Regions from separate parts of the Mus musculus genome. Here regions 1, 2, 4 and 5 are each linked to region 3. A link is a contact called in public Hi-C and promoter capture Hi-C data. All regions are on one chromosome and are shown on one strand. Each heading gives the region's core, a stretch centred on a gene start, on an enhancer-like site or on the middle of the called end of the contact. The rest is flanking DNA. Distances are from core to core; before and after follow the strand shown. Region 1 holds the start of Phkg2 (phosphorylase kinase, gamma 2 (testis)). Region 2 holds the start of Fbxl19 (F-box and leucine-rich repeat protein 19). Region 3 holds the start of Nfatc2ip (nuclear factor of activated T cells, cytoplasmic, calcineurin dependent 2 interacting protein). Region 4 holds the start of Bckdk (branched chain ketoacid dehydrogenase kinase). Region 5 holds the start of Ctf1 (cardiotrophin 1).

The links. Hi-C and Micro-C count contacts between places; a contact is called where the count stands out from the background. Capture Hi-C pulls out chosen DNA fragments and counts their contacts.
Region 1: a Hi-C map of B cells shows a contact between it and region 3, with 8 read pairs. The contact joins the promoter of Phkg2 here to the promoter of Nfatc2ip in region 3. A contact is called at or near these places in 4 of 39 promoter capture datasets (hippocampal neurons, liver and pre-B cells), 1 of 484 Hi-C or Micro-C datasets (B cells), 1 of 115 datasets of contacts at active chromatin or transcription factors (microglia) and 1 of 9 other capture datasets (liver).
Region 2: a contact with region 3 is called in a promoter capture Hi-C map of adipose tissue. The contact joins the promoter of Fbxl19 here to the promoter of Nfatc2ip in region 3. A contact is called at or near these places in 2 of 39 promoter capture datasets (hippocampal neurons and neutrophils) and 2 of 9 other capture datasets (adipose tissue and liver).
Region 4: a contact with region 3 is called in a promoter capture Hi-C map of adipose tissue, with 2.6 times the contacts expected there. The contact joins the promoter of Bckdk here to the promoter of Nfatc2ip in region 3. A contact is called at or near these places in 4 of 39 promoter capture datasets (erythroid cells, liver, neutrophils and 1 more), 1 of 115 datasets of contacts at active chromatin or transcription factors (astrocytes) and 1 of 9 other capture datasets (adipose tissue).
Region 5: a promoter capture Hi-C map of liver shows a contact between it and region 3, with 2.9 times the contacts expected there. The contact joins the promoter of Ctf1 here to the promoter of Nfatc2ip in region 3. A contact is called at or near these places in 1 of 39 promoter capture datasets (liver) and 3 of 9 other capture datasets (adipose tissue, liver and pancreatic islet).

The regions. Positions count from the first base shown.
Region 1 is chr7:127,571,640-127,575,204 of GRCm38.p6, forward strand. It overlaps Phkg2 (phosphorylase kinase, gamma 2 (testis)), which reads left to right and starts at 1,709. Exons shown (of 10, transcript NM_026888.3): 1 at 1,709-1,817; 2 at 2,215-2,327. The coding sequence starts at 2,233.
Region 2 is chr7:127,744,296-127,748,113 of GRCm38.p6, forward strand. It overlaps Fbxl19 (F-box and leucine-rich repeat protein 19), which reads left to right and starts at 2,480. Exons shown (of 11, transcript NM_172748.2): 1 at 2,480-2,842.
Region 3 is chr7:126,395,213-126,398,904 of GRCm38.p6, forward strand. It overlaps Nfatc2ip (nuclear factor of activated T cells, cytoplasmic, calcineurin dependent 2 interacting protein), which reads right to left and starts at 1,525. Exons shown (of 8, transcript NM_010900.3): 1 at 1,144-1,525; 2 at 730-802. The coding sequence starts at 1,503.
Region 4 is chr7:127,901,905-127,905,755 of GRCm38.p6, forward strand. It overlaps Bckdk (branched chain ketoacid dehydrogenase kinase), which reads left to right and starts at 2,169. Exons shown (of 12, transcript NM_009739.3): 1 at 2,169-2,265; 2 at 2,859-3,221; 3 at 3,318-3,386; 4 at 3,466-3,576; 5 at 3,845-3,851. The coding sequence starts at 3,027.
Region 5 is chr7:127,711,143-127,714,853 of GRCm38.p6, forward strand. Ctf1 (cardiotrophin 1) reads left to right here and starts at 1,561. Exons shown (of 3, transcript NM_007795.2): 1 at 1,561-1,637; 2 at 2,783-2,901. The coding sequence starts at 1,613.

The DNA.
Region 1 (3,565 bases), core at 459-2,958, 1.2 Mb after region 3:
GGGCATACTGAAGGCCAAAGAAAGTCACTAACCACTGAGTTTATTTGGTTTTATATAGGAGCATAGTGACTCAAAAGCAGCTGCATCACCGAAAATCACTGTTTCTCCTTTATTCATCAGGTGAATAATTTATATACTTTCTCAATTTTTATACCCATCTCTCTCTCTCTCTCTCTCTCTCTCTCTCTCTCTCTCTCTCTTTTCAGCGCTTGGAGTTCTGCTTGGCCTTGTTCCTGCTGGGCAAGCATTCAATAGCTAAGCTCTATCCCAAGTCCTGCTGTCATCTTTAAAATATGTTCTAGTCAAGTATAATGAACATGCAGTAAACCCCACCTACTTAAAGTCTGTGAGTTAAATGGAATATCGGGAGGCTCAGGTTGTGATTCCTGACACATTATTGTTGTCCTTGGTCATTTCCCAAAGATCCCTGGTTCCTTTGTTTGCAACCAAGAGAAATCAGCATTTAGACTTTATACTAGCTTCTGTTTTGGGGGTCCTTTTAGAAATCAATACTGGAAAATATAAAATTATTTTTTAATCTGTTTTTCACCATTGCCCAAATTTTACCTGTAGTTCTTCCTCTAGTTCCAGATTTCATATTCTCATAGGAAGACTCTTCGGTTCCTAATTATATGAATACATTATTTTGACTAATTTCAGAATAATTATCCCCTGTGTACCAACAACAAACCTACTTAGGAAAGTTCAAAACTATTTTTGCAAGTTGTTAAAGTTAAGCTTGATGAGGAAAGGCTCTACAGTGACAGAAAGCAAAAACACTAAATTACTTGGTTTCCTTATAGAAAAAGCTGTTAGAAAATCATGCTGTAATCTAGGCGTCCTGAGCCTTAAATCCCAGCACTCAAACTGACTGATCTTTGGAGTTCCACCCCAGCCTGGGATACACAACGAATCCCTGACTAACAAGGGCTACATAGTGAGACACCGTCTAAAAAAACAAAAATTATCATTTCTCTTTTGCTGGACTGTAACCTTGAGGATTTGCTTTTTTCTTTGCTGTTACTCCAGAACCTTGGTTTTAGGATATGTCTGGCTTTGGAATTACTCTAGGCAGGACCTTAACAACCTTGTGTACTTAATGCAGGAGGGTCTGGGAGCAAGACGGTAGGAGTCTGTGACCCCAGGATGATGGACACTATCCTGAAAGCTCTAGTCAGGACCAAACGGCCAAGCTGCATATGCATTTTGTTTTGTTGTGTTTCTCAAAACAGTTTCTCTGTATAAACAGCCCTGCCGGTCCTGGAACTCACTTTGTAGACCATGCTGGCCTCCATCTCAAGAGATCCATCTGCCTGCCTCGCCTCCTAGTGCTGGGATTAAGCGTGCATGACCACACTTGTCTACACGCAGGTTTCCACAAAAAAAGGAATTTTGGAACAGGCTCTTACTATAATAAATGAGGATTCCAGAAGGAAACTAAAAGGGCCTTGTCCGAGGGCACGGTGAGGTAGTGCGGAGACATCACATTTCCGGTAACCTAACTTCCGTGTCTCTTTACAGACCAGCAGCACCAGGAGAGAAAAGCAAGTGCTACATGTTGATTGGCTGTTTTTCAGGCTCCTCCTCATGGTGGAGACCTTTTGGGGACTTCTAGCGCCAACGGCCTTGTCCGCCCTGGAATCCCGTCTTCCTATTGGACTGCCATTTTCCAATCGGAGGGTTTCTAATCCCTAGTTCTCAAACAGCAGGGGCCATTGGCTGCAATGATGGGGGCGGTGCCTTAGGTCGCTGTGGGAGCCTTACAGGTTAAAGCAAAGGAACAAACATAAACCAAGCAGCTGAGGGTCTTTGCGCAGGTTAGACTGTTCCCTCCTCACCCCCCTCCCCCCACCCTCCCTTCCCCCTCCCCGCTCGCACGGGTCATCCTGCTCGAGACCCCCGCGCCCCTCCCAGTGGACGCCAAGTGCGCTTGCGCGGTAACAGCCGCCCGCACTTGTGCCATTTCCCCCTTCTTCCGAGCCACCTTTCCCCCCTCCCGCCCTTCCCTATCCTCTTCCCTGCCCTGCTTCCCTCCCTCCCCCCTAGGCCCTTCGTTGTGGTCTCCCCGGTCCTGATCCTTCCCCTACCCCACCCCCAACCCCCAGGACCCTGGCGCCCCAGCCGCAGGTGCTGCGCCCCCGGGAGCCACGATGTGCATCCTCTCAGAACCTGTGGGCCTCCTTGCCCTCACTGCCCTCCGTTTCCTCCTCCCAGGCCCCCACATCCCTCAGAATGACGTTGGACGTGGGGCCGGAGGATGAACTCCCTGACTGGGCTGCGGCCAAAGAGTTTTACCAGAAGTACGACCCTAAGGACATCATTGGCAGGTGAGCCTTCACAGCTGAAGCATACACCGGCCCAGTGTAGTCAGCTCCCAGCCAGGAAATAAGGCTTCCTTCTGAAGACTGGATAGTTAGGAAGTGGACAGTGGAAAACAGTTAGTGACTTGGCTAGTATTCCGAGTTAACCCGCATTTTTTCCTCTATTCATCTATATTGTCAACAATTGTTTGTGGTCCAGACAACGGGAAGGTAGAAAATACCCATCACGTGAGCATTTCAAAGGTATCTAGTTCGAGAAGTAGGGGTCTGTAGAAAAGATGCTTGGAGCTGGGCGGTGGTGGTGAATGCTTTTGATCCCAGCAGAGGCAGGTGAATCTCTGTTGAGTTGACACCAGCCTGGTTTACAGAGGAAGTTCAAGGACAGCCAGGACTACACAGAGAAACCCTGTCGGGGAGGGGAGCAGGGATTGCTACTGTGATCGCCACCACAGATGCTTTATGGTTTAGTTTCAGAAGCATAGTGTATTGGTTATGTTGTGTTAAGCACCAAGAACACCGGGTGAGGGAGTGACAGAACAGGAACCCTGAGGAAGTTTCTGTCTTGGAAATGTTTCTATCTTTACATAATGAAAAAAAGATAAAGGTCGAAAGGAGCGTTAGGGGAAAAAATAAGTAGGCAGTAGGATTCAATCAACGGGGTCTCCACAGAGGAGGGGCTTTAGGAGACTTCTAAGAAAATGACAGGAGGGTTGGGGGAGGGGTGTTTGGTTGTTCATGGTGCTGGGGATTAAACTCAGGGCCCCATCCTAAGAGACAGTGCTTTACTACAGAGCCACATTCTCAGCTCCGAGGACTTGAGCTGAGACATAAAGTGTGAGAATAGGCTGGGGGGGGGGGGTGTCTTCTCATTTAGAGGGGGCAGTTAGTGCAGGGCTCAAGGCAGTGGCTAGACCATAGACAGAGTGGGGAAAGACAAGAAAGGAAGTGAGGAAAATGGGGCTTTAGGCCATGATGCGGACGCTTTCAGAGCGGTACCATGACGTGGAGCGTGCTTGTGAGCAGGGCGCTTACTCTCTGCGCTTGGGTTAACGAGGGTAAAAGCAGAGCCCACCTTCTAGTCTGCTGTGCATTTGGTGTGAGTTGGGGAATTGTGTTAGGACACTTGTGGTGGCACTTAAAACACTTAGAAATTTAAAAAGCTCTTTCTGGCCTTTATGTAGAGATAGGGAAGGGCTGGTGATGGTGACGCCTGGACTCGTGGCGATTGCAGAGCTGGAGAGAAG
Region 2 (3,818 bases), core at 1,230-3,729, 1.4 Mb after region 3:
AAACCCAGCAGAGACAAGGAAGCAGAGATTGGCTTGGGGTAGTACTGAGCAAATTTTCTAGGACGCAGGAGGTCATCCACATGGCACAAAGCAGTCCCTTTGGCAACTGAGAGTTCACCGGAAGCCTCCAAGGCTCAAAAGACAAGGCATGAGGCTTCACAGCTCCAAAGGCTACAATTCAGGTTGAGAAAATTTGGTCAGTGTGTGCGTCCTCTGTTAAAAGGAGAGAGGGCGCCCCCTGGGAAGAGTGCTGGGTAGAGATGGTTGGAAGACTCAGATGAGGACTGAAGAGGGAGGGGTGGGGGTTAAGATGGGGGTAGCCTACTCGTCAATTTTCTTTTCGCAGAAGCTAACTGTCCGGCATGATGGATTCCTGGGCTTCCAAAACGGCTGGGCTGAAAGGGAGCTCGAAAAAATAACTGCAGCCACACGCCCCGTGCCAGAACTGGTTACTTTCTTGAATACTTTTAACGCTAATTCAGCGTGGAGGTGAGTATTAATCATAACCCCTTTCGGGTAAGAAACTTAGGTCTGATGACTTCCTACGGTGGAAAGGAGATTTTGTATATTCCAAGGTCGTCTTCCTTTGGTTCGCACCACGTGTAAGGTATTAATTTGCAAAGGTTTAAGATAGGAAGCATCGTGTGCGAGACGTCCAGTCTTTATAAGGAACAACAGCGTGGGTATACTTTTCGGAGAGAACCACGCCTCCCTTGTCGCGACAATATTGGTTATGGTTTGCGTTCTTTTAAAATATGAAATCTTCACGATCCGAAAAGGCGGACATTCTATATTCCCAGGTCACTCCGATGTTTCTCTCTCCCGCACTGATTCCCACAGGTGACATCAATTCTCCGCCACTGGAGAATGAAAACTTGGGACTACATTTCCCTGCAAGCCCTTTAGAAAAGGAGGCCAAGAGCAAAGAGACTTTCCGTTTCCGTCCGCTAGCAATTTGGCGTGTTCACGGTGATACATATTTCAACAGTAGCGTCCTTTCTCTGTACAACTAAAGCAGAGACTACATAACCCACCAGGTACCGGCACCGAGGGGCAAGCGACTAGGTTGCCATCTCTGTAGTAGTCCTCTCCTACACATCCGCCGAGAATAGTATTAGCGGTTGGACTACAAATCCCATAGCATCATGTGCTCCTTCACCCTCCATCTTTGTGGTAGTCCCCGCCCCGCTCACTTCCATTGTCTCGACAGAAGATAAAGAGGGGAGCGAGGAAGACTACAATTCCCGTCTGGCTTTGCATCATCGAGTGCGGGATTTTGATAGTTCAGGCGGGCGAGGAGCTCCAAGTGGTAGAATGAAGCAGCCAGGAAAGGTTAGGTATCCTGCCATCTTTACGGTAGTCTCTTTATCCTCCCGGTTCTGGCATTCTTAAAGGAACATAGGAAGGCTAGAAAACTACTATTCCCATCCCACTTCATAAGATCGACTTATTAGGTGTACGCCCCTCGATCGCCATCTTGCTTGTAGTCCTCGTTTCTTTTCACCTTTCCATTGTTCCTGATGAGTAGAAATGGCAGCGGGAAGGCAGCAGCTGGACTGCGACTCCCGTCAGGTACCACACGCGCGGAGGGTTGTGGACCAGAGGGCGTGTGAGTGCCTGGAAAGGAGGTCGGGTCGGGGGAAAAGGCCATCTTGCTTGTAGTCATTCTTCCCGCTCCTTCTCTATGTCCTGCTACGGGGAGTCTCGGGTCAACTGGACTATAATTCCCGCCATGCTCGGCTTCCAGCGTGGCATCCTTCTCGCCATCGTATTTGTAGTACCGGCTGGCCCTTGTGTCCCACTTTTCCCACGATAGTGCTAGAATTTGGAGAACTACAACTCCCGTCGTGCTTTGCACGCGCTCGTCCTGGAAAGTAAAGGTGGTGAAGGAAGGAGGGAGAAGGGGGCGGGGTTCCTCTGGGAGAAGGAGGGAGTAAAAAGGAGGAGGAGGTGGGAAGAAGGGAGGGAAGAGGGAGGAGAGGAGGAAGGAGGAAGGAGCTGAGGAGGGATGAGAGCGGCGACCTGGGCCCAGGGCCGAAGCAGCGCGAGGCTAGGGGAGTAGGGGTGCTAAGACATCCCAACTGCCCCCACCCCCTTCCTGCCTCTGCCCCATCCTTTCCTTATACCCTCCCATTTTAGGAGTGGATTTATTCAAATTTTATTTAAATCTTTATATCTTGAGGGTCGCGCGTTTGAAGGGGGGAGGGCGGGGGCGCGTGCAGGCTGGGGGGGGCGGGGCCGGAGCAGCTTCCTTCACCCCCCTCTGCGCGCCCTGTCTCTGTAGGTCAGGGGGCCGCAGTACAGGGGCGGACCCAGGGGAGGGGGGCAGGTTGCAGCGACCCCCCCCTCCCCGGGAACCGGCGGTGGGCGGGGTTTGAACCCCGGAAACGGTGGGGGGCCCCTGGTCTTTCCCTGGACCCCTGGGCAGTTGGAGCTGGGAAGGGGCCAGTTAAGGGTCGGGGGCTTTGGGGAAAGGTGGGGGTGGGGAGCTGAGACTCATACCCGGGACTGAGTGGGGCCCGGGCAAAAGCTGAGCACCCTGCGCCCGAGGAGCCCCCGTTGGCCTGGGGGGGCTGAGGGACTGAGCCCCCCAGAGCAGGACCTCCCCCTGGAAGGGCCGCGCCGCAGCCCGTGGGAGGGCCTCGCCCCCGGCGCTCCCCATCTCCACTCGCTGCTGTCCCGGCCTCCGCCGGAGGGAGGGGCCGAGCGCCCTCGGGGGGCCGTGGACCCCGGCGTTCTGAGCGTTCAGCGCCCCGCGCCGCCCGGCCCCCCCGCCGCCGATGGCCGCCGACCCGCCGGGAGCTGCCGAGAAGGGAGAGATGGCTCCCGGGACACGTGTGAGGTGGGTTCATGCGGCTCCTCCTCACCCCCAGACCTGGGCAGCTCCCACTCCCATTCATCCTCAGCCTGGCCTCTCCCTTCCTTCCCCGCCCCCAGCCTCACCCTCCCTTTGCTCCAAACTCCTTCTCCAACCTTCTCTCCTATAACCTCCAACCCCAGGGAAGTGGCCTTCCTTCCCCGACCCTGCTGCCCCTTGCAGACCTCCCCCTCCACCCCGCCTCCAGTCGCCGCCCTCTAGGCCCCTCCCCCGGAGTGCTGGAGGGCCCCATACCCTGTGGATGGTCTGGAAGTCCTTGGAAAGGGAGAAGCCTGGGGGAAGCAGGTCTAAGACTGATTGGGAAGAGACCCCCCCAGGCTTGCTGAGTCCATGTGGGATTTCAGAGGATCTGGTTTCCAGGGGCAGGAGAGCCCCAGGGATTCCAGACAATTAGGGATGAAAAGCAGGCTGGTAAGATGTGAATGGGGGCGGGAAGACCTAAAGCCGAGCCCACCTTGAATTTTGTTGAGATGTTAGGGCAACTTGTAGAATCCTAGGGAGTCTGGGAGATTACCCAGATTGCCTGAGGGATCCTATTGGATAATTTGGAGCCCCCAAGGACTTGTGTGTGGGCTGAGAGGGGACACTAAGCATTTCAGGGGTGTCAGCCCGGGGAAGTGGAGAGCACACACTGGGTCACTAGAAATGGAGTGGGTCTGGCTAGAGTACCAAGGTTTGAAAGGTTTGGATGACTAAGTACCCACGTGAGAGAAGGGAGAGGGGAAAGAGTGTGGTGCATGCCCCTGGAATCTGGAGGTAAATCAGTGAGGGAATGGGGGGTGTGGGTAACAACAGGTATGAGTTGAAGCTCCCTCAGGTAATGCTACAGATCTGAAGCCTTTTCCAGGAACCTGGGCTTGGGATGTTAGAGGAGGGGCCTCAGTGTCCCTCCTTCCAGCAGGCGGGAGGTCTTGAGGGAGTGGCCCTCTGCTCAGGACAC
Region 3 (3,692 bases), core at 275-2,774:
AGGCCACAAGACTCCTGAGCCTGTTCTCAATCAGCCTACCACACGCCCTCACCTAACAGAAAGGAGTCTTAGTTCCAGGTCTTTGCAGACTGTTATCACTCCCCTATTAGCCTTGACTCGTAGTCACTGGCCTTATTAAAGGGTTTGCAAAAACTTATCAGTAGAGAATAAAGAATGGGCAGTTCTGATAAAGTCAAAGAAACACTCTTCTGGCTCCAAAGTGTTCCCAAGGAATGGAACACTGTAGGAGTGTAACAAGATGTCACAGAGTCTCAGAACTCCCTTCACCCCTATTATGATAACACAGATCAAAATGTCAAGGGTAGGTACCTCAAACTTCACTCTAACATATCCATATGCCCGTTAGGACCCGAAGAGGGGAAGGGGTGGACATGGCTATTAAGTAGGTTCCTGTGACTTCTGATTAATGAACCAGCATCTTTATGGACCATAACTTTCCCCTATCTCAGACTCAGGAGTCCATTTTCCCAATACCACTTAGAATCAAAATTGTGTGTCAACTGGATAACACTTGAGCATCATTCTCCAGACCCTAGATACCACTGAAGCACAGAGAAAAGGGGTGGGGGTGGGGGCAGGGGGACGGAGGGTGCTGGAGCGAGGGGGGGGCGCGGGGGGGGGGGGGAGATATCACTGACTACAGGGATGTAAACTCTAGGAAGTCTCAGAGAAGCCAGTGCAGGGTACTCCCGACAAACCCACTCTTACCATCTTCAGGCTCTGAAGGGCACAGTTTCAAGAGGGATGAATTATCTGGAATGAGGTTGAGGCTGCTCTGTACCTACGAAGACAAAAGGGGGAAGAGGAGGTGGGTCTCACATCCTGCCAACCCTACTTAAGACAAGAATGGCTCTTCCCTCGATTCCAGCACTTGTCTTCTCTAAGGACTCCAATCCCTGAAGCGCATCTAGAAGGCCAGCTTCCCTCGATCGTCCCTCGATCTCTCTCAGCCTCCCTCTACCCGAAGATACAATCCCAGATAACTCCATACATCTAACATTACCGACCCCCTCGTATCTCCAATCTAAAAGTATTCATCACACACACACACTGCCCCAAGCCAAACCCGCCACGCCAGTCTTAGCACTCCCCCAACAACCCTCCTTGGGGACCTTGCTGCACCTTCCCGGAGTACACTGGGACCACCGGCGCCTCTCCGGGATCCAGCAGCCGCCGCCGCCGCCGTCGCACCAATGTACGCGGGGCTCCCGCAGGCCCCTCGGCCGCCCCTTCACTGTCACTGTCGCTGTCCTGCTCAGGTTTAGCCGGCGCGGGGAGGCGGGCGACCGGCACCTCTACTGGGTCTGCGACTTCCAAGACCTCTTCGTCGCTGTCACTGACCAAGTCCACAAGCACGGTGTCTGGAATGAGCCTAGCCGGAGACTGCCGGGCGCGAGGACACCGGCCACGGGCGCCTCGGGCTCTCCGAGCGCCTCGGCCACCGCGGGACCTCGGACCACGTCCCCTCAGTGGTTCCGCCATCTCCCACACTGCTTCCACAAACACCGGCCTCTACACAGTCACCGGCCCACCGTATTAGCGTCTGTCCCTTTCATTGGACGAACAGCCTGCCGGTCATCATCTCTTCCCGCCCACACGCTCTGGATCCGCCTATCCACGTTCTCATTGGTCTACTTACCTGTCTATCACCTACCCTCCACTAAAACAAAGGCGCCAAAGATTCCAATCTCTTTGGTACAATCAAAAAAGGTTTCGATTCTGTACAGTTCATCCATTGGCTAAATTTCCTCCTGACCCAGCCTTCCCCAGGGCCCGCCCATTAGAGAAATCCATTTTCCTGGTTGGTGAAAGACTGGCGCATCCTGGGAATTGTAGTCCTCATTCTCGGAAGCCACAGAAAAAGCCTTGTGGAACTAAGGTTAGAAGCTGAAGATCTTGGGCTGTGGATTCCTTTTGTGTCCTCAACCTCTGTGTGGCAGGAGTTCCATTCCACACTAAACACCTTCATGCATGTCACCTCTGAAATACTCTACAAACACAATATCAAAACAATATATGTCATAGCACAGCACAACTCAGAAACACTTTTTAAGACAATTACAAATTAAAATAAGAGACTTACTTCCCTGTTGCAAAGAAAAGAGGCTTCCTTCTGGCTCCTCTTTCCTGATCATTGAAATATGAATGCTTCTCGGTTTACAGCGGGGTTACTCTTGATAAAGGCCTTGCTGCCGCTTATCTGCACAATGTACTACAGAGCACCAGGGTTCATGCTCGTGATTGTAGACTGACTGGGAGCTAGCTGCGCTTTCCAGCAACATGCTATGCACACTTAGCTCGTTTGGGAAACAATACAACTTCAAAACTCAGAAAGGTCTGAATTCTGAGAGGTCTTTGATGGTTTAATGTTTGTCTGCTGGTCAATACCCTGCTGGCATTCACTCATGCATGTGGAAATTAACTGAAAAAAATGTAAGTACTGTCAGTACCATGGTTGTGCATATGCTAATCCTTCTAATGTCTTAATAAACCCCTTGCCTTTTCACAACTCAGCAATTCAAGGTAGAGTCTTCTCTTTGAAATGCAGACATCACTGGGCAGTGGTGGCACAAGACTTTAATCAAGCACTTGGGAGGCAGAGGCAGGCAAATCTCTGTGAGTTCAAGGCCAGTTTGGTCTACAGAGTGAGTTCCAGGACAGCCAGCACTGCACAGAAAAAGCCGGTCTCAACCGACCCCCCCCCCTAAAAAAATCAAACTGGGGAAACCAGATCCAAGAACTTATCAGGTAGGCCAGACCAAGAGTATGACTTCCTCATAAGGAGCCCATAAAGTGATGGATGCCTGCCACTGAGATGGTATGCCTCCACAATATCCTGTCGCCTGATACCCGATGACTAAATCATAGACTGATAAGCAGAGGGTTCTCTGACTTTCTCTGGAGCTTAGCTTGCCTCAGTTTCCCACTGTTGCCTGGCCTGCTCAGCTGCCTACCCCTACCCCTGCTCTCCTGACCCAACCTGGACTTAAAGCCACCATTTCCTGCTTTTGAATCCTGGTTCCAGCAGCTCCCTCCTGTCACTGGCCTGATTAGTTATCAATGCAGACTCCATCAGTTCACTTCTGAGACCTTTTGAACTCTAATGTAGCCCTTTCTGTTTATTCTGTAAATCTTATATATGCAGGGAGATATAATTTGCTGTCTGTTGTGTCATGTGAGAGTTAATATTAGTAATTATGATTGGGATAAAAGAACATGCATTCACCTTGGCCAGATCACTAAAATAGGTGGATCGTGTGTGACAAATTGCTGCCATTAAGACCACTGACATTTGTGAATTTATTGTTAGTAGATTCTGTTACTGAAAAGACACAAACGGGCTGGAGGGATGGCTCAGCAGTTAAGATCTCTGACTGCTCTTCCAGAGGTTCAATTCCCAGCAGCCACATGGTGACTCACAATCCTCTGTAATGGGATCTGACACCCTCTTCTGTCATGCATGCATACATGCAGATAGAGCACTCATTAACATAAAATAAATAAGTATTTTTTTTAAGGGGGAAGGAGGACTGGGGTCACAGCTGAGTGGGCACTTGTCAGCTTGACTGGGTCTGGAATCAAATGCAAGCCTCGGGGAGCTGTGTAGGCTCTTTTGGATCAGATTATTTGAAGTGGGAAGAGCATCTCAAATAAAAGGATGTGAGAGAAGA
Region 4 (3,851 bases), core at 919-3,418, 1.5 Mb after region 3:
GGTAGCCCCGGCTCAGACTGTTACAGTCAGATAATGACTATAGCTGATCTGGTTGAAGGCTGAAGCAGCAGAGATAGCCTAAGATCTCTCTCTCTCTCTCTCTCTCTCTCTCTCTCTCTCTCTCTCTCTCTCTCTCTCTCTCTTTGCCTATCCATGTCTTCTATCTGTATAGATAGTTTGGGTGATAGCACTTCTCTGTCCCTCTGCTTTCTGTTTTTTTGAGACAGGGTTTCTCTGTGTAGCCTTGGCCATCCTGGAACTCTTTGTAGACCAGGTGGGCCTCAAACCTGGAAATCCACCTGCCACTGCCAGAGTTGTGGAGGTGGCTCTCCAGGGCATCTGACACCTGCTTTTGGCTGCTGAGGGCACTGTATATACATGGTACACAGACAGGTATGCAAACAAACACCCATACACATAATATAAGAGCAAAACAACAAAAATATGTGTGTGCACCTTGTTTTATTACATACCCCTAATCTAATAATCCAATGCCTTCTTTTGGGGTCTGTCTCTGTCTCTCTCTCACACACACATACACACACTTTAAACCTAGGGTTTCTGCTTGCTATAAGTACTCTAATATCGCTATATCCCCCAAATCCTCCTGAAGACAGGAACAGTGTACTCACATTAAATAAATAAATAAATAAATAAACAAAATAAATCTTTTTTTAAAAAGAAGAAGAAAAGAAATCACTACATACACTCTGAAAAATCTCCTCTGATCATCTTTCTGCTTAATTGTCTTCTCTGATCTTTTTGCTATTTGGTCCATCTTCTCAATCGCTACAGCCAGAGGGGTCTAAGGCGAAGGATAAAACCTATAGTGAATTTACATGTGGTGGCACTTGCCAGTAAACTGAGACTGAAGTAGGAAGGATCAGATTGCTGGGCTGAGGCAGGAGAGTTGTAGGGCCAGTCTGTCTACCATAGTGAAATGCACTTATTTGAGTCTCAAAACACCAACCAAAACCAAACCAAACCAAAACGGTGGTTTTTAATTCCACAGCACAAATAACAGACTACATTCAGGAGCTGTTGGCCACTCCGTGAATCCCTTCCCTCCCGAATTCCATACTGCTCTGGTCATCCTGGCAGATCATGCAGGCTGTTCTGTAACCTCGCCATGCATCCTCCTCACCAGGCCATGCTCCACTCTTCCTGTACCTGTACACACCCTGCACCTGGCTCTCCCCCAATCTTCTGTGAGGGCCCCTAGCACAGCTCTCAGGCTCAAACTGTCTTCTTCCTCGGAGGAGATGCCTCTTTATTTGAAACACCCTACCTCTCCTGTCACCTAATCATATTAATTTGCAGACAGGTAGAAATAGTAACACTCACGCCAATTCCACACCCAACACTGTTCCAGGCATTTTGAATAGGTAAATTTGCATAGTCTACGGAGTTCGAAGATTAATACATCCTCATTTTGCCAATACCATAATTAGAGCACTGAGAAATTGGCTGACTTTCCTCGGGTGTAAGGGAGCTGAGATAGAGTTTGAACCAGACCGACTGTGAATGGGCTAGGAGCTTGAAAGATGAGACCTTAAAAAGCAGGCAGGGTCTTTTTTTGTTTGTTTGTTTTGTTTTTCGAGACAGGGTTTCTCTGTATAGCCCTGGCTGTCCTTGAACTCACTTTGTAGACCAGGCTGGCCTCGAACTCAGAAATCTGCCTGCCTCTGCCTCCCAAGTGCTGGGATTAAAGGTGTGCCACCACGCCCGGCTATTTTGAACACATTTAAGGATTTTTGGTGCTCTCTAGCATTTTGCTACAGGGGAGCTTATTTTATTTATTTATTTATTTATTTATTTATTTATTTATTATATATAAATACACTGTAGCTGTCTTCAGACACACCAGAAGAGGGAGTCAGATCTTGTTACGGATGGTTGTAAGCCACCATGTGGTTGCTGGGATTTGAACTCTGGACCTTTGGAAGAGCAGTCGGGTGCTCTTACCCACTGAGCCATCTCACCAGCCCCGGGAGCTTATTTTATACAGTGGAAGACCGAGTCGATGATAAACTACTGATAACTTTGGAACCAATGCTACTCATTTGAAGGCTTAAGGGAGAACAGGGCAGGAAGACAGGAGCCCTCATAAATTCTTGTGGTCAAACTACAACTCCCAGGAGGCACTGGGCAAACACAGCCCGCGCGATGTTACAGCCGGGGAGGGCGAAGGCGGGCTCGGCTAGCCGAGCGGGTCGACTGCTCCCGCGGTTCCGCTCGAACCCGGGCCCAGCGTCTGGCCTCGCGGTAAGTGGAATAACTCACAGTAACTCACACAGACCCCCTCCGGCGGACGCTCGGCAGCATAGCTCCTCAGCGTCCACCTCTGACAGCAATGCGCATGGGCCGAGGCTGGCATCTACCATATGGGGGGGACCCTGCCCAGACTAAGTGACCCAGCAGAGGGGGGAGCTCCAGTGGGGAACTCTGGGACCGCAGTTTTGCTGCATGAACCCTGTTCTTCTGTGCGCTATTCTTGTTGCAGGGACGCAGGCCAGTCTTAAAAGACTTAAGTCCCCTAACACCGAGTAGGGGGTCAAATCCAGCCCCTAAATGGGGCTGTCCAGAACCTGAGGAAGCTGGGGAGAGGTTTTATGGGTAGAATGAACTGGAGATTGCCCCACCCGCTTCCCCGAGTGTGCACACAAGCCTTTAGGTTGTTCTACATAGAAGAGTAGAACACCTGGAATGTGTTGTCCAACCTCAGCCTGATTGTATCGCGGGAGGTGGTGGTTGTGAGGGCTGGACAGGATTGTCCAGATCCACTGGTGTGCACGTGGAGAAGTAGTGCAAACCATCTGGATTCGGATCCTTAAAATCTCTTTCCACCACTCCAATAGATGGAAGCTGCTGTGCGGGCGCTGAGCACGTCTGCATCCTCGAGGGAACCACAACCCTGAAATCCGGAGAAAATCCCGCCCACCCACTTTCTCTTTACTCCCACTTTGGGGTCACCATTGCCTGTCGGGTGCTATAGTGTCACCCTAGTTCAACAAAGTAGCAGGACAATGATACTGACTTCAGTGCTGGGCAGCGGCCCTCGGAGCTGGTCTTCACTTTGGCCCCTCTTGGGGTCCTCACTGTCACTCCGGGCTCGCTCAACATCAGCCACCGATACACACCATGTAGAGCTGGCCAGGGAACGCTCCAAGACTGTCACCTCTTTTTACAACCAGTCAGCCATTGATGTGGCAGCAGAGAAGGTGACTCACAGAATAAGTCTTATGGGGAAGGGCTGAGCTAAAATGGGTTGGCCTGGTTTTGAATATCTGGTGCTCAAAGTGCGTCTTCCCTTTTAGCCCTCAGTTCGCCTCACTCCCACCATGATGCTCTATTCCGGTCGCTCACAGGATGGCAGCCACCTTCTGGTAAGGTTCTCTCTTTCCTTCTCTGCCCCAGGGGTTCTTTCTAGCCAGCTGCTTAAGCCCTTCCCTCTTTTTCTTACAGAAAAGTGGCCGCTACTTGCAGCAAGAGTTACCAGTGAGGATTGCTCACCGCATCAAGGGCTTCCGTAGCCTTCCTTTCATCATTGGTTGCAACCCTACCATACTGCATGTGGTAAGGCGGAGGGGACCTTCTGTCAGTATGCACACTGCCAACAAGGCAAATGGGGGAGGGAGCCCAGGCCTGCTGAAAGGTATCAGGTCTGGATGGGACTAAGCCTCAAACATCAGAGGGCAAGATTACATATTCATGAGAGCTGGAAGGGTCTGTTGGGGCTTGGAGCTTACTAATTGAGTTGAGTTGAGCATTGATCCCTATGGGTACTGTTTTCTACTTAAGTGTCTATGGCAGCCCTGTGAATTCCCATACTTACTCCATACAGCACGAGC
Region 5 (3,711 bases), core at 311-2,810, 1.3 Mb after region 3:
GGCACACATGAATACCCAATACATACTGCTGGTTAGTGTGTGTGTGTGGCCACTGCTGACATTGTGGCCTCACCATTCACCTATGGTGTGCTCTGCCAGTGAACTTTGTTCTGACAGTCTGCTTGTGTTAACCCTCTCACGCAGGCTTTTCCAGTTTCCTTTCTCACAAGCTCCACTCAAGTGGAAACTTCTGGTTTGGAAAGTCAGTTATATCAAATGATAGTTTGCTGGGGCACACAGGTGAAAGGATGTCTTGTTAAGCAGACACATGAAAGAATGTTGTCCTGAAGCAGACACAGGTGAAAGGTCCCATGATGAAGGAGTAGAAATGTGACCCCAGGGTCAGTGGGACACTGAGCATTGGTGTGGTTTGCTCCGCCTTGCTGTACTTCCCTAAGAACACGAGTGTATTGGTTCACCTTACATACTGTTGTTGAGCTCAACTTGTGGTTACACCACCATTGAGAGAAACCCAGCCAAGAGCTGCTCCTGAGGTTCCTGTGGCAGCTGCTGCTTCAGTGGCCTTGGGCCAGTTGGTGAGCCTTGCAGTTTCTTCAGGATTAAACTACAGCTGCTGGTTTGTGCATGGCGTCTGCCTGCCTAGAGGACTGGACTGTAGCTGCTGAGTGTTTGGTGTTTGCTATGGGACTGAACTGCTGACAAAGGAGACCAAGCTTGCCCCCCAAAGAACTATTGCTGAGAAGGTCCACCTCCCCCATATTCTAACAACTTTTCTCTTCCACTGCCTCTCATGGGTGGTGGGCAAGAGGAGAGGTTAAACGTTTATTAAAAGTAGGTTGCAAAAAGAAAAAAAATATATGCCTATACTCCTTCATCTGACGCCTCATCATCTGGGTCCTCTCTGTGCCAGAGCCAAAGACAAGAGTAGGTGCTTGGGAACCAATTATAGAGGCAAGTGTGTCCAGTCCTTTCCGTGTCTACCCCAACGTTAATGAGTTGCTGTTCGGGTGTGACCTCCCTGAAGCTCGTGCTTGCCTGTGTAGAAGGCTGGGTCTGAATGCCTTAGTACACACACAGATGTGTGCGTGCGAGGGTCTCTAACGGTAAGGTGAGGAACAGTCTCACTTCTGATCAGTGTGACAGAGAAATTAGAAGGCATTTAAGATAACTAGACCAGGGGGTGCGTGCCTTAGGTGGACCCTAATCTAAACAAGGCTTCCCTGGCCTCTCTTTGTCTTCCCCAAAAAGGAAGTCCTGCCTGCATTCTTCTCCTGCCAGCCTTGCACCTTTCCTCTCAGGTTTCCCAGCTTTTCCCTCCAAAGCAGCCAATAAACAGGCTCTACCTCAGGTCTGAGCCTGAGTCTCCTCCCAACAGGACACAGAACTGCCTTAAAGGCCCAAGTTCCCATTCACTGTGCCAACACCTGCCTCCCAATTCTGGCCCCTTCCCAGTCTAAGCTCACAAGCCGGTTACTGAGCTCTGGGCCAAGGAATTTTGACTGAAAGTAATGGTGGGAAGGAAATATTTGGGGTCTGAACTATGATTGGCCGAGCCCGAGCCACGCCCCTAGCCCTTTCCCCCTTTTTCCCCCTCCCCTCCTCCTCCCCCGGAGGGGTGTGTTGAGGGAACCTGGATAAGCCTGGGGCCAGCATGAGCCAGAGGGAGGGAAGTCTGGGTAAGGGGTTGAATGACTTGATCCTGTGTCCTTGGTGAATAGGAGTCGGGGGGATCGAAAGCTGGGGTTTGGATGTCTGTCAGCACCACCCCACCCCCAAGTCTGGGAGGGGAACGGCCTGGGCGGGGGAGAGGAGACGCCGGTGTCAGGTAACCAGCGGGTGAGTTGGGAGAAAGAGCAGGCGCAAGGAATTGAGGCTTCAGGGCCTTGGGTTCAGGGGTTAGATCACCGAATATATATGGGTGAGTACACCCTGAAAAGGGGCTGGGGTCGGGTTGGAACAGGATAATAGTGCTTCTTGAGAATTAGGAAAGAGTCAAAGCTGAAAGACTGGAGGGAGAGGCCGAGTTAAGGAAGTCTTTGATCTTCGAAGAAGCTACAAGTGACGAGAGCTCAAAATACAGGCTTCGGAGATCTCGGCTGGCGGTGGGAAACTCCGACGGAGGGGATTGTCGGGTCAGGACTACATTCCCCAGCATGCATTGGGGTCCCGGCAACATACATATTGGGAAATGTAGTCGGCTTCCCGTGGCACCACCCTCTAAACAGGGAAGGCCATCCTGTCGTTGATTCATTGATGCTGCTGAGCCTAGCAGGTCACATAGGAGCAACATGAAGGGAATAGGTCTTCGGTTTCTCTATCTGTACAAGGGGCCGGAAAGGCGCGTTCAGTGCTTCAGAGATGCTGACTGAATTCAAACAAGAGTTGGAGAAATCCAAAGATATGTGAACTTTGACCTTAAAGAGTTTCTGGATAGTATCGGTGATGTAGAGTGAGGAGTCTCAGGATCAGACAGATTCACACGGATAAAAGAAGCTACTTTGGAAGTATGAACAAATTCCCTAAAGTGGAAGGAAGAAATTGATTTGAGAATAGGGAGAACTTGGAGGCAGCACTAAGAAGGAGGTATTTGAATTTGGTCCTAGTAGTATTTCAATAGTGACCTGAGGACAGGAGAGACATCTATGTAGAGAAACTGCTTGGTGGAGATCTGGTGCCTGGGATGGGGCAGATTCTTCGTAGGTTGAATATTAGCATCCAGAGCAGAGACTCTGGGTTCAGGGAGAGCCAGCTTGGGAAAGATGGTTAAGGAGTGGGGTTTGGTTGCCTTTATAACCTCTCACTTCCTTCTCTTTCCCACCAGAAGACCACCAGACTGACTCCTCAATCTCATTCCTACCCCATTTGGAGGCCAAGATCCGCCAGACACACAACCTTGCCCGCCTCCTGACCAAATATGCAGAACAACTTCTGGAGGAATACGTGAGTAGGTGTAGGGATGGTGGAGGAATACGTGAGGAGTACGTGAGGAGATGCAGGGATGGTGGAGGAATATATAAGGAGATGTAGTGTTGGTGGAAGAATACGTGAGGAGCTGTAGGGTTGGTGGAGGAATACGTGAGGAGGTCTAAGGATGGTGGAGGAATATGTGAGGAGTTGTAGGTTGGTGGAGGAATATGTGAGGAGGTGTAGGGTTGGGGCATGGAATGAGGGTGATTGCTCACAGATGTCTTCAGCCACCCATTTCTTCCATCTCAGCCCCAGCAGTGGAAATCAAAAGTTTCTGAGGGGAATGTTAACTTTCTTCTGGCCACACAGTAAAGGACCCTGTAATATTTATTCTTTTAAATGTAACTAATATCTGTACCCATAAAAGAGACATGAGGTGGGAGCTGTGTATAAGCCCTTGAACTTAGGGAATTTTATTTTCTTAACTACTTACAAAATATCTATTTACAAGCTTGATTTTTCAACTAAACTGCTAGCTTTCTCTCTCTCTGTCTCTCTCTTTTCTTTTTTTCAAGACAGGGTTTCTCTGTGTAGCCCTGGCTGTCCTGGAACTCACTCTGTAGACCAGCCTGGCCTTGAACTCAGAAATCTGCCTGCCTCTGTTCCCAAGTGCTGGGATTAAAGGCGTGCACCACCACTGCCTGGCCTACACTGCTAGCTCTTTAGAAATCTCTTTCTAGCTGTCCTTCTACCAAACTAGTTTACCTTCCTTTTGAGCTCCTCCAAACTCAGGAGGGCTCCCTAGCTCTTCCCTGGAATCCTGTTTCACCCGTGTCCTGCCAG